Linked DNA regions of Sus scrofa: regions 2, 3 and 4 are each linked to region 1. The links are chromatin contacts, called in public HiChIP or PLAC-seq maps. All regions are on one chromosome and are shown on one strand. The core of a region is the stretch at or near the end of the contact, and the rest is flanking DNA. Distances in the headings are between cores, read along the strand shown.

Region 1 (3,514 bases), core at 922-3,421:
ATTGGGAGGATGGGATTAAGACATACACACTACTATATATAAAATAGGTAATAAGGACCCACCGTATAGCACAGGGAAGTCTACTCAATGTTCTGTAATAACCTATATGGAAAAAAAAGAATGGATGTATATGTATAACTGATTTACTTAGCTGTAAACCTAATACAGCATTGTCAATCAACTGCATCCCAATAACATTTTTGAGAGCTATTATTATTTACTTTCTTTAGTTTCTGAGACTCTTGTGCACAAAATACACTGGGAAGTGCCCATATAACCAGTACAAAAGTAATTACAGCTAAAGGAACTTTCATGACTAATGACCAGTAGGACAGGAGAACATTGGAAACTAGGTAAAAAGCCTTGTCTGAGAAGACTATGGCCTGTTGGAGTTCCCATCGTGGCTCAGTGGTTAACGAACCCGACTAGGAACCATGAGGTTGTGGGTTCCACCCCTGGCCTTGCTCAGTGGGTTAAGGATCTGGTGTTGTCGTGAACTGTGGTGTAAGTCGCAGACGAGGCTGGGATCCCGCATTGCTGTGGCTGTGGTGTAGGCCAGCAGCTGTAGCTCTGATTAGACCCCTAGCCTGGGAACCTCCACATGCCACGGGAGTGGCCCTAGAAAGACAAAAATAGAAAAATAAAAAAAAAGATTATGGCCTGTTAGGAGCAGAGGCAAACACAAGTTTTATGGGCTTAAAGCTTATGCAATTTGCAGGTTTCTCTAACAGAAAATATATGAATTCATGAATGTAAACTTAAGCACAAGGCCTTGGAGGAAGCCTGTTAACTTTAATGAGAAATTCACCACCGGGTGAAACCCATAGCTTATGAAAAAGTGGGAAAATTCTCCAGGATGAAAGGGAGATAATGTTTGCCTAAATGGAGCAACATGAGAGTCCAGTATAACAAAATGACAACTACTACCTCATTTAGCTATTTGTACATCCATAAGGAAAGAAGCTGAGGTCACAAAGCTAGTAAGATGCTAGGCCTCTTAGTTGTGGAACGGTGTGGAAAAATTAACATACACACAAAACACAAGAAAAACACCATTAAAAAATTTTTATTAGAGTATAGTTGATTTACAACCTTGTGGTAGTTTTAGGTGTACAGCAAGGTGAATCAGTTATACATACACATAAGCACTTCTTTTTTTTTTTTTCCTTTAGCTGCCCCAAGGCACTGCAGTTCCCGGAGCAGGGATCAGATCACAGGATCCTACATAGGATCCTTTTATTTTTGTCTTTTTAGGGCAGCACTTGCGGCATATGGAGGTTCCCAAGCTAGGGGTCAAATTGGAGCTGTAGCTGCTGGCCTATGCCACGGCCACAGCATACAGGATCTGAGCCATGACTGAGACCTACACCACAGCTCACAGTAACCCTGGATCTTAACCCACTAAGCAAGACTGGGGATCTAACCCATGTCCTTGTGGATACTAGTTGGGTTCCTTAACTACTGAGCCATGACAGGAACTCCCACATAGGATCTTTTAACACACTTAACCCACTGTGTTGGGGGGGCTGTGGATGGACCTGTCTTGGCACTGCAGAGAAGCTGCTGATTTCCTTATGCTACAGTAAGAATGCCTCTGTTCTTTTCCAGATTATTTTCCTACACAGGTATTACAGAATACTGAATAAAACCAAAAACCAACCCCTACCTTTTTACAAAAAAGAAACAGACTCACAGATTTCTAAATCAAACCTACGGTTACCAAAGGGGAAATGTAACAGTGGGTAGGAGGGTGAGATGTATAAATTAGGAGTTTGAGATTAATATATATACACTACTATATATAAAATAAGCAACCAACAAGGACCTACCGGACATTTTAAAAGGTCTATGACTATTAACCGGTGTGAATTACTCAACAAAGTGATGAAACTTAATTCCAGCCCACTCCTCCTGGCTATTAAGTTTGGCGACTTGACACATTTGCTAAGTGCCAGGTTCCTTCGGGGGCAGCCCTGGTCCAGCCTACTCCAGCTCCTGAGAGGTAAAGCCAGGAAATCCGTTCCCGAAGTAAAAGTCCTGCGTCTCGGTTTTCCCTCTTACTTTGAAAGACAGGCTGCTTACTGATTGGCAGGACTTCCCTGCTACCCCAATTTCAGCCGACTGCTCGCCACCAATGGGTGCTGAGACTGCAGTTAAGTAGCCTGCCGCTAGGGGACCTCTGACTACTTTCTAACTTTCGTAGGCTCTTCAATCGCCCATATCTGAAATAAGGCACAAAATGGTGGCCTCGTATCTGGCTCTCCTGCGAGCGACGAGACTTTACCAAGTGGGCCATACGAGCTGCGGACGGTTGGTAGGGCTTCCAAAACTAAGGACCGCTAACCCAATCTCTTGGACCCCATTCCGGATGGCGGCGACCGTGACGCTGGAGCCCGCGGGCCGTTGCTGCTGGGACGAGCCGGTGCGCATTGCTGTGCGCGGCCTGGCCCCAGAGCAGCCGGTCACGCTGCGCGCGTCCCTGCGCGACGAGAAGGGCGCGCTCTTCAGGGCCCACGCGCGCTACTGCGCCGACACCGACGGCCAGCTGGACCTGGCGCGCGCGCCCGCGCTGGGCGGCAGCTTCGTGGGGCTCGAGCCCATGGGGCTCTTCTGGGCTCTGGAGCCCGAGAAGCCTTTGCTACGGCTGGTGAAGCGGGACGTGCAGACGCCCTTCGCCGTGGAGCTGGAGGTGTTCGACGGCCACGAGCCCGAGGGCGGGCGGCTCCTGGGCCGGGCTGTGCACGAGCGCGACTTCCTGCGCCCGGGGTTCGGCGCGAGCCGGTGCGCGCGGGCCGGGTGCGCGCCACGCTTTTCCTGCCTCCAGGTGAGCCGCGGACTAACATAACTGTAAGGCAAGGGGTAGCTCCCAACATTCTGGAGGTCCACGGGGCCTGAAACTTTCTGGGAGACAGGAATGGGACAGTAAGGTTGGCTGGGGAGGTGCTCTGCCACTCCAAAATAGAGGTTAGGCCAAAGACATCATACGGAAAGAGAAGAGGTAGTTGTAATGTAAAGAAAAGGAATAGAGTAGGGCGTTTCCACTGTGGCTCAGCGGGTTAAGAGCCCGACTAAAATCCAAGAGGAGGCAGGTCTGATTCCTGGCCTCCATAAGTGGGTTAAAGGTTCTGGTGTTGCAACAGGCTGAGTCGCAAATGCCTCTGGGAACTGGCGTTGTTGCAGCTGTGGCTGCGTAGGCTGGATGCCTTCTGGCCTGGGAACCTCCATGTGCCAAGGGTGCAGCCCTAAAAAGACCAAAAGAAATAAGTATAGGTAGTTTCTAAATCTCACTGGCTGTTTCTCATTGCCTGGGTTGCTGGGGTGGTCAGTTTCTTGAAGGAGATGCAATGTACATCTTTTCTTGTTGTGGCCAGTGGCTGATGATTCTTTCCTGTTGATGACTCTTCTGCTGTGATCTGTAACGGACAGTTCTTTGCATAATTAATGTGGAGTGGTACTGCTGAGAATTCCCCTTCTGTCTTCTGAAATCCAATGTGAGGTTCCCCTTTATTAATTT
Region 2 (3,321 bases), core at 195-2,694, 390 kb after region 1:
AAATTGCGGCCCCGAAGATTAGACCCTCCGCAGGGCTTCCTTGCCTGCTCACTTGTACCTCTTACAAGAGTCCTATCCTAGTAAATCTGTTCCTTGTCTGTCGCTTTGTCTTTCGCTGAATTCCTTCTGCGCAGAGGCATAAAGAACCTGAGCCTTGGTGAGTCCAAACACAGGGTAACTCGAATTTAAAACCGTGGGTTTAAGTCTCAATCTGGCTTTAGGTTGGGTCGGGTCCTGGCACCTGGGTTCAAGTCCCAATCTGGGTTTTGGCTGGGTTCAGGCGGGTTAGTGTTGTCAATTTCGTTACCATATAATTGATACAAATCACTCAAAGTGAACAGTTCAGTGGGTTTCAATATATTCAGAGTTGCACAACCATCACCACAATCAGTTTCAGATCATTTAAATCATCCTCCCAAAGGACCCCATTCCATTTTGTTGTCACTCCCTATCTTCTCTAACCCTCCTCCAAGCCTCAAGCCCTAAGCAACCACCAGTTTACTTTCTGTCTCTGTGGATTTGGGAGGCAAATTTCTGGTTTTTTGTTTTGTTTTGTCTTTTTGTCCTTTTTAGGGCCGCACCCGCCGCATATGGTGGTTCCCAGGCTAGGGGTCGAATCGGAGCTATAGCTGCAGGCCTACGCCAGAGCCACAGCAACGCCAGATCCGAGCCGTGTCTGCGACCTACACCACAGCTCACGGCAACGCCGGATTCTTAACCCGCTGAGCGGAGCCAGGGATCGAACTCACAACCTCAAGGTTCCTACTCGGATTCTTTAACCACTGAGCCACGACGGGAACTCCATGGGGGCAAATTTCTTAATCTCTCTGTGCCTCAGCTTTTTCTTCTATGAAATGGAGACAAGAATCGTGCTTTTAGTCCTGGGATGGTTGAGAGGAAAAGGAAAAACTAAAGGCCATTGCTATGGCTCTATGAATAGCTTGTCAGAAAGCTCAAGCATTGGAGTCCCATTGCTGAGTCTGGTCTCCGCTTGCCTAAACTCGGTCAGTTTTAATCCCACGCCCCTGTGACACGCCCCTGTCGACGGTCTCCAAGGCAACGTCAAACAGTTTCCTCTCTTAGGGATTCCTTTCCAGTTAGCAGACATGATCGCTCCCTTTCTTTTTCTTTCCTCACCTGAGGACTCCACTGAGCGCCGCAGGAGCTTCCCGAGGAGCTCCCCACGGTCATCTCCTCAGCTGGGCAGAGACAGAAGCGTGGAAGAGACAGTGGCGTGACAGCTGCTGTAGCTGCCCTAGCTACGCAGGTCAGGTTCCGCCCCTTTCTCGCTTGGGCCGCTGATTGGCTTCCAGGCAGATACACGAAATGGTCCCTTTCCTCGGCAGGCAAGATTCGTCTTCTGATTGGCTTATTCTCTAGGTAAGTTCTACTTCCGGTTTAGAGGTGGAGGTTAAAGCAGCTAGTGACTGGAGGGCTCTGCTCCGGAAGTGCTCCCGGAGGCGGGCCTAGCGGGGCGCCAAATACGGCGCAAGTCAGCACCATGGCTGCCCGGCTGGCTGGCAGCCGATCGGGGACTGCTCTTTCTGCTGCCCAGAGAGGCCCGCTAGTTTCCTGTCGGAGGTGGGCCGGCGCCACGGCTGACACCGTGTATGATGTTGTGGTGTCGGGTGGAGGCATGGTGGGCGCCGCTATGGCCTGTGCCTTGGGTAAGCGCATCTCCAGACCGGTAGTGGCGGGGAGTGGGGCCCGGGAGGAACGGTGAGAACCGTGGGAACCCTGGCACTGTTTGCCCAGAGTCTGAGAGTTATGTATCTTGTGGTCCATTCCCTGCCCAGAGGAGCCCCAAGGCCTTGGGGCAAGCGTTTGTTCCTTCAGGATGTCAAAGGGTCAAAAGTGGGAGGGAACAGTAGGAGTTCTTCCAAGGCGTGGGGAAACAGACTTGCCCAGGGTTTTTTAGTTCTGGACACCGTTGAAAGGAAGCAGGCATTGCCTATTGAGCTAGGCTGGTTTGTGTTGGTTTTTAAACAGCTTCACTGAGGCGTTCCCGTGGTGGCTCAGTGGAAATGAATCTGACTAGTGAGGAAGATGCAGGTTTCATCCTTGGCCTCACTCAGTGGGTTAAGGATCCAGCGTTGCCCTGAGCGGTGGTCTAGGTTGCAGACTCCTGTGGGATCTACATTGCTGTGGCTGTGGTGTGAGCCGGCAGCGACAGCTCCAACTATACCCCTAGCCCGAGAACCTCCATATGCCGTGGGTGCGGCCCTAAAAAGTCAAAAATAAATAAATAAATAGCTTCATTGAGATATGATTTGTACACTATCATTTAAAGCATAGAATTTGATGATTTTTAGTATATTCACAGAATTGTGCAGCCATCGCCACAATAAATTTTAAAGTATTTTTATCATCTCCAAAAGGAATCCAAACTCCTTAATGGTCACTGTCCACGTCCCCCCTAGGTAACTGCTCGTGTACTTTCCGCCTCTATATATTTGCTTTTTTGGGACATTTCCATATACATGGAATCTACTTAATGTTTTTGATTTTCACGCAGGTTGTAGCTTGTGCTTCATTCCTTTTTACAAGCTTAATATTTTGTGTGGATATAGCACATTTATTCATTCATCAGTTTTGGACGATAGCAAGTAATGCTACTATCATTTTGTGTATAAGCTTTTGTGTACACTCCTATTCCTAGGAGTGGATTTGCTAGGTCACAGTAAACTCTGTTTAACCTTTTGAAGAACAGCCAGTGTTCCAAAGTGGCTGCCCATGTAAAATACATTTCCCCCAACAATATATGACAAATATAATTTCTCCACATCCTGGATAGCAATGTTAGTATCTTTTTGTTACTAGTTATACTAGGGAGTGTGAAGTGCTCTCTCCTGGTTCTTTCCTTTGTTCATTGTTTTGTTTTGTTTTCTTCCTTCCTTCCTTCCTTTCTCTATCCATCCATCCATCCAGCACTGCAGCATATGGAAGTTCCTAGGGATCAAACCTGGGCCTCTGCAGTGCCAACGCTGGGTAATTAACCTGCTCTGCCACAAGGGACCTCCAGCTATCTCCTGCTTTTAATTTGCATTTCCCTAATGACTAATGATGTTGAATATCTTTTCAGGTTTATCTGTCATTTGTATATCTTCTTTAGAGAGGTATTCAGAACCTCTGCCCATTTTTAAATTGGCTGTTTTTCCTTTTATTATTTACTTTTTAAGAGGTTTTTTTTTTTTTTTTAATATATTCTGGGTATAAGCCCCTTATCAGATAAATGATTTTCAAATATTGTCTCCCATTTTGTGGGTTGTTTTTTTTCACTTTTTTAAAAAAATGCCATTTGCAGCAACATGGATGGAACTA
Region 3 (3,433 bases), core at 133-2,632, 260 kb after region 1:
TTCCTTTAACTTCCTTCCTGCGACCTCAGCGAGGGCTGCGAAGAGGAAGAGCACGCTTCCCTGGGAAGCACCGGGCGGGGACTGGAGGGCGGCTGCGCCCAGCCTGTGGGGATGGGGGGCGCCGGGCGGACAACTAGCCCGGGACGCAGGCCGCGGGAAGCCCCTTCCCTGCACCCCTCCGCTCGCCAACGGCGCCTGGAGCGGCCCGGCTGCAGCCCTGGCTGATTTAAGTCCCGCGGCAAACCTGCGACCACTGGGGCTCAGCTCGAGGCCCGGCTCTCGGCCGAGCTCCCTCCCTGCAGCGCCCTCCGCACGCAAGCCCAGCGCAGCCGGCCCTGCCCGGCCCGCCAAATCCCCGCCCGCGCGGCCAAGCTCCGGCCCAGAACGTTTCCCAGCCCCACGTCGGCGCCCCGGCAGCGAAGGGGGCGCCGAGCCCCGCGGCTCACCTGCGCGCTGGATCCCGGGGCCGCTCAGAGGGGTGCGAGGCGCGGGGCGCAGGCGAGCACGGCCCGCAGACACGGCCCGCAGACTCAAACTTTGTTGCTCTCGGGACGGCGCAGTCGTCACTTCCTCGCGGAGCGGGTGGCGCGGCCCGGGCTGTGGCCCAGCAGCTCGCGCGCGGTGGCGCGCCGGGCCCTGCAGCCGCCCGCGCCCCCGGCTCTGCGCGCCCTCGGCTGCGGGAGGAAGAGGGCAGCGGTCCGCCGAGCCTGCACCCCTCGCGGTCAAGCTCGCTCCAGCCGGGTCGTTTTCGCGCCGAAGAAGTGAAGTCGCGCCTCCTCTCAGGCTGGGTGGGGGAGATGGTGTTGGGGTTCAGGGACCCAAAGCTGAGGTTCCAGGAGAAACAAAGGGTGAGGAAGTAGGAAGAGAAAGTTTTTTCAGTGTGGCGTTGAGGCTAGGTCGTGCTAGAGAGCAGAGTGCTCTGTGTATTTGCTTTGGTTTGTTTTTTGTTTTTAACCAAATAATGACTAAACTGGACCTTAAAACGCAAGCCTCCTCTCCTCACGTCCCCTCATAGGATCTGCACGTTCTTCGTCATTTCCACTGATCATATGGGCACAGGACGTTCCGTATTTATCAGCCTTCAGGGGGCTCTTTCAGCGCCCAAGTTGGGGCTGCAAAATAGTTTCAAAATCCTCCCCCGCGATTTCCACCTCCTCCTTTACACTGAATTTCACAGATCTCTTTGGGGCCTGATGCATTCCGTGTTTCGTCATGGACCAAAAGTGACTTGGAGGGTAGGGTGGAGCCCTGACAAGAGGAGCTTCAGGCAGGAGTAATTCTGAAATTTATCATTCTCAAAATAAATTTGCTCGCCGTATTAAAAAGCATAACAAGAAAAACTATCTTTCTGGTTTCTGATAAATAGCAACAAAGTAGTTAAAGAGCAGCCTTTCGGGAAGAATTCCTGATCTGGTAACTCTGGAGAGAAAACGGGTTAGCCTTTGCTGTGGTTAAGAAAAAAAAAAAAAAAAAAGCAGACATTTGAAACTGCAGTGGAGGGCTTTCATAACAGAAACATTAGCTTCATTGTAGCTTGTTGTGAAAACAGGGACCTTTTCAAAGGTGGTTCAAAAGCATCAGTTAGAGCTCAACAATTTTCCCTTTTTCCCTAAATGCGGCTCCTACTAGCCCATTGGCCAGATCACAGAACCTCCCGTTCTAATGCTTCATCTTTTTACTAAAGCACAGGAAACCAGAGAGTTGAGTGAAGGCTTTGTCCAGAAAGGTGGATGTAAAATTGATAGAAAGTGACATCTGAGAAATGATCCCCAGGTCTGTGTTAATACCTAGTGGGAAGCCACAAGTGCAGACTCAGCCAAAGGTTAGGAGTGTGAAGATGGACGCTTTCCTAGCAACATAAAATCCCCCACATTGCAGCCTTTTATGCTCTATTCTAATTTCTACTGAGACATTATTAATGGCACATTATAAATATAAAATGCACCATGTAAGAAAAATAGTATTGCTTTGAGAAATAAGTGCATTATTAGACTCTCAATGATTATAGTCCTCTGAAATTTTTATGACATCACACTGTTTGCAGGGTGGTGCTGGAGGGTTTATCCAATTCGGTTTTGAAATAGAAGTAATTCCTTAATGCCTTCCGCTTAAAGCAAGCCATGACATAATCAAGAGGCGCAGAGAGAATATGTCACCCAGGTTTCTAAAAGCAATCACGTGATACTCCGTATTTGCCAGAACAAAAGCAGAATATTTCTTTGTTCAGTGTTGTGGGTCTGAATTCTCAGTCACAATTCCATGAATATTCAGTATTTCCGCATGCCGGGGAATAATTAGTAGACAGTGTAAAAGTGTGAAGGCCTGACACTTATGAATGCGCAGACACGTATTACTTTTTCTCTGCATAGGGCTGCATTTGCTGGAGTATCACAAAGCGTGGAAGGTATGGTGAGCACACTGGAAGACAGCCCCCTGCTGATAGTGATCCCCCCCCCCCACCTCCTGGTATTCATGCCCTGTGTAATCTCCTCTTCCTGAGTGTGGGCTGGACTAATTGACTCAGTTGTAACGTTCAGCATATGGCAGAAGTCATGTGATGTCACTGCTGAGACAAGGTTATAAAAAACCCTGCCACTTCCACCTTGAGTTCTCTGTTTCTTGTTCTTTCTTGGATCATTCACTGTGGGAGTAGCTAGCTGCCATGTCCTTAGGCAGCCCTGTAGACAGGAATTGAGGCCTGCCAACAACCACATGAGTTAGCTTGGGAAAGGTTACCTCCCCCTACCCCCAAGCCAATCGAGCCTTCGGATGAGAACTTCAACCCCAGCCTAGAGCTGCCTCATGAGAGTCCTTGTAGCAGAGGCATCCACCTGAGCTGCCTGGATTTCTGACCCACAGACACTGGAAGAAAATAAATATTTGTGGTCTTAAGTTGCTATGTTTTGGAGTCATTTGTTACACAGCCATAGATCACTAATGCATAGGCCAAAAGAGAAGTGAGTTATCATGGGCCCAATGACAAACCCACACAGACTTTCTGGGCCCTCACCTGGAAAGCAGAACATGGAGAAAGAGACAGGGTCCTGGACCAGACCTAGGTGTAACACATAAATCTTTTTTTTTTCTTTTTAGAGCTGCACTTGTGGCATAGGAAGTTTCCAGGCTAGGAGTCGAAGTCAGAGCTGCAGTTGCCCACCTATGCCACAAGCCACAGCAATACCAGATCTGAGCCGTGCCTGCAACCTACACCTCTGTTCACGGCAATGCTGGATCCTTAACCTACTGAGCGGGGCCAGGGATCAAACCCACATCTTCATGGATACTAGTTGGATTCATTACCACTGAGCTACAATGGTAACTTCTAACACATAAATCCTAATAACCGGAGGCCTAGCCCTCACACCTTTTACAGAGCAAAGGTCATCCTTGAATTTAAACTGGGTCAGCAGGTTTTGGTTGCTGCTCAGTCCCA
Region 4 (3,149 bases), core at 16-2,515, 330 kb after region 1:
TGTTTTATATACTTTTCCTGGACCATTTCATCCCTAGAGAGGGCTTCATCTCTTGTCTGTATGTTGATAACTCCCAATTTTATATCTTTCTTCTTCTTTTTTTTAAGGGCCGCACCTACAACATACGGCCGGTGGCATATGGAGGTTCTCAGGCCAGGGGTCCAATCAGAGCTGTAACCGCCAGCCTACACCAGAGCCACAGCAATGCAGGATCTGAGCCATGTCTTTGACCTACACTGCAGCTCACAGCAACACCAGATCCTGAACTCACTGAGCAAGGCTAGGGATTGAACCCCCATCCTCATGGATGCTAATCAGGTTCATTAACCATTGAGCTACATAGGGAGCTCTCCAACTTCTTATCTTATTTCTGACCTCTTGAGCTAGGGACCTTTACCTCCAAGTAAATATCCTATAGGCCCCTAGGATAGATAAACTCTACTTATCTAAAGAGGAATTATCTTCCCTTGAAACGTGTTGCTTCTTTGTTTATAAATCACCATCTGTTTGTGTACTCAAACTACCTCTCTAGTTTCTTTAGCCTTTATCCTTGAAAGTAGGTATCTATCCTTCTTAGAGACGCCTTTAATTCCCACTGCCACTATCCTCGTTGAGTCCCTCCCTCATCCTTTGGCACACAGCAAGTACTCAAAAAAGTAACTTCACAAAGTCAAATACATAAAGCTCTAACAAGTTGTAGCACCCAGCCTGAAACTCAAGTGTTCTAGCCTCCGTCTGGATATCCGAGAACTCGTTACATCCTAATGTACTGAGAGAACCCAGACTCTGGGGAATTCACATTGCAGAAAAAAGTTATACACGTAAGTCTCAATTCTTCTTGCGAGCAGTATGCAATGCAAAACTAGATTCTGCAAGTTCCCTTCTCCAGCAGTGAAGCTTGGAGGTCCTCTTCACTGAGAACTTTGATAAATATTTAAGTGGTGATCTTTTCCTTCTTGCTTGCCTCCGATGGAACTTGTACTGATCTCAGCTGACAGGAAAAACTACCCCGTCCGCTGCAGCAGGGAAGCAGTGACGTCACGGCTAGACTTTAACGATCCGTTTTTTTCGGGCTTCGCAGACCAAGGAGCTCCAAAGGCCGAGAGGGAATGAGTGGGAGGCGGGAGACCCAGTTCCTTCCCTCCCAGAACCAAGTCCTGCGCTACCAGCTTGGCCCTCTCAGGCCAGCGGCCCTCGGGCTAGAACCCCTGGCCAGGCGGCCATCACCGGACTCGGAGGCGAGCGAGTGGGCGTGTGCGTGGGGGGCGGCCAAACTTCCTGTCCCGCGGTCGAGCTGCTTCCGGCGGGAGCCGGAAGACGCTGTGTGTGGACGGAATTCGAGACCGAGTGACGGACGGACGGCTGCCCGGGACAGGAAGGTGAGCTCTAGGGTGGGCCCGACCGCACCCGCTTGGCTGGACGGTTCTCGAGAGGGAGCGCGCCAGTGCCGGCTCCTCGGGAGCTCGGGCCGAGTTCGACCCCGGAGGGGTTTGGGAATCCGCCCCCAGGGGCACCCACCTGGATCTGGCGCTACCGGGAGCGGCCGGTCTGAAGCCCCACAGCTTCAGCTCTTCCTCTCGCGGGTTTTTGGGGCCTACATTTTGGCTCCTTTGCCTGGTTTTGGGGATGGGGGGAACAACACAAACCCGGATAGCTCGAGTCAGCGAGTGGCCGGGGCCGGGGCCGGGGCGGGGGCTCCCGGACAGCCCCCTAAGCGGGGCCTGCCCACGGACCTTAGGCCCCTTCACTAGGCCATTTGTAATAGGTGAATGAGGATGCCAGGGGGACTCTGCCCTGGACGTTTCAGTCCAGATGCACCCTCTTTCTTATGTCCACTTGCTTTCTGTGTCTGGAAGAAGGAAGGCTGCCAATTCCAAGGGGCTGGGCCGCTGGTTTCTTCTTCGCCTGTCATTTCAGGGCAAGGGTGTGGACTGTGAGTGTTTACAGCCTGTATTCATTTAGCAGGTAGAATTTATCCTCTGAAGTTTTTTTCATGGGAAAGAATTCTACTAGTTTATTAAAGTTTATCCCACTTCCGCACGAGGCTCTGAAACGCATTTAGGAACAATTTGAAAGTAAAATATTATTAACTTGGAACTTAAGAATTTTCGCTTTTCTCTCACTTTGGGGACAAGGGTCCGTGCAACATATATTTGCTAAGAGAATAAAAGAAACATTTTGAAATAAAGCCAAAGGCATTTTGTTATTGTTAAGGAGTGAGAAATTCTACTTTGTGTTATCTTTATGTGGAACAAAGTCAACTAACTTGCAGTCAAAGGATTTAGGTTCTAGTTTTTCAAGTTTTGCATCTAAGTGGATGTCTAATTTTTGGCAAGTTACTTAGTCGCTAACTTTGCGCCTTTTTTTCCCCCTCTGTAAATGAAGGGGCCTACCTATTCATTCAGGAGATATTTCCTGAATGCTTAGTTTGTACAAAGCATCTTGCTAAGTTAATGGGAGAAGGATGAATAAATTCTTTGAACCTTAACCATTGAAAAAAAATATTCAGGTAGATAACTAATACCCAAGGCAAAATGAAATAATTGCTAAAGAGAAGTTAAACTATGTGCTGTGAGAACATAGAGGGAAGGAAGTTTTGTTCTGACTGGGGGAAAGGGATCAGTCTTCATGGAGGATGGCATTTGAGTTGGATTTTATTTTATTTTTATTATTTTTTATTATTATTATTATTTTTGTCTTTTTGCCTTTTCTAGGGCCGCTTCCCCCGGCATATGGAGGTTCCCAGGCTAGGAGTCTAATCAGAGCTGCAGCTGCTGGCCCACCCCACAGCCACAGCAGTGCGGGATCTGAGCCGCATCTGCAACCTACACCACAGCTCATGGCAACCTTCCTTGGATAAGGTGATCCTTAACCCACTGAGCAAGGCCAGGGATCAAACCCACAACCTCATGGTTCCTAGTCGGATTCGTTAACCACTGCGCCACGATGGGAACTCCTCGAGTTGGATTTTAAAGCCTGGAAAGGATTTCAAAAGCTCATAACTGGATTGGAGAATTTTATTACTGGAGGGTCTTATTACTGAAGAACTACTATTGAGCACTGAAATAGGTTGGAATGTTCATTTAGTAGCCAATCCATTGTGTACCTGGAGTAAAGGTTCATTGAGAAATATAGTGGATGCCACAACT

What was found. HiChIP or PLAC-seq counts read pairs in DNA pulled down with a chosen protein or histone mark.
Region 2: an H3K27ac HiChIP or PLAC-seq map of alveolar macrophages shows a contact between it and region 1. The contact joins the promoter of COQ6 here to the promoter of LOC110255331 in region 1. A contact is called at or near these places in 1 of 5 promoter capture datasets (fetal liver) and 1 of 2 datasets of contacts at active chromatin or transcription factors (alveolar macrophages).
Region 3: a contact with region 1 is called in an H3K27ac HiChIP or PLAC-seq map of alveolar macrophages. The contact joins the promoter of ELMSAN1 here to the promoter of LOC110255331 in region 1. A contact is called at or near these places in 1 of 5 promoter capture datasets (fetal liver) and 1 of 2 datasets of contacts at active chromatin or transcription factors (alveolar macrophages).
Region 4: an H3K27ac HiChIP or PLAC-seq map of alveolar macrophages shows a contact between it and region 1. The contact joins the promoter of ZNF410 here to the promoter of LOC110255331 in region 1. A contact is called at or near these places in 1 of 47 Hi-C or Micro-C datasets (heart right ventricle) and 2 of 2 datasets of contacts at active chromatin or transcription factors (alveolar macrophages and skeletal muscle).

Annotation. Positions count from the first base shown.
Region 1 is chr7:96,865,938-96,869,451 of Sscrofa11.1, forward strand. It overlaps LOC110255331 (acyl-coenzyme A thioesterase 1-like), which reads left to right and starts at 2,172. Exons shown (of 4, transcript XM_021099494.1): 1 at 2,172-2,756; 2 at 2,759-2,824. The coding sequence starts at 2,240.
Region 2 is chr7:97,257,173-97,260,493 of Sscrofa11.1, forward strand. It overlaps COQ6 (ubiquinone biosynthesis monooxygenase COQ6, mitochondrial), which reads left to right and starts at 1,445. Exons shown (of 12, transcript XM_001929106.5): 1 at 1,445-1,667. The coding sequence starts at 1,502. FAM161B (protein FAM161B) reads right to left here and starts at 1,503. Exons shown (of 10, transcript XM_021100078.1): 1 at 1,442-1,503; 2 at 1,138-1,390. The coding sequence starts at 1,503.
Region 3 is chr7:97,123,854-97,127,286 of Sscrofa11.1, forward strand. ELMSAN1 (ELM2 and SANT domain-containing protein 1) reads right to left here and starts at 1,383. Exons shown (of 13, transcript XM_021099496.1): 1 at 447-1,383.
Region 4 is chr7:97,196,709-97,199,857 of Sscrofa11.1, forward strand. ZNF410 (zinc finger protein 410) reads left to right here and starts at 1,266. Exons shown (of 13, transcript XR_002346015.1): 1 at 1,266-1,379.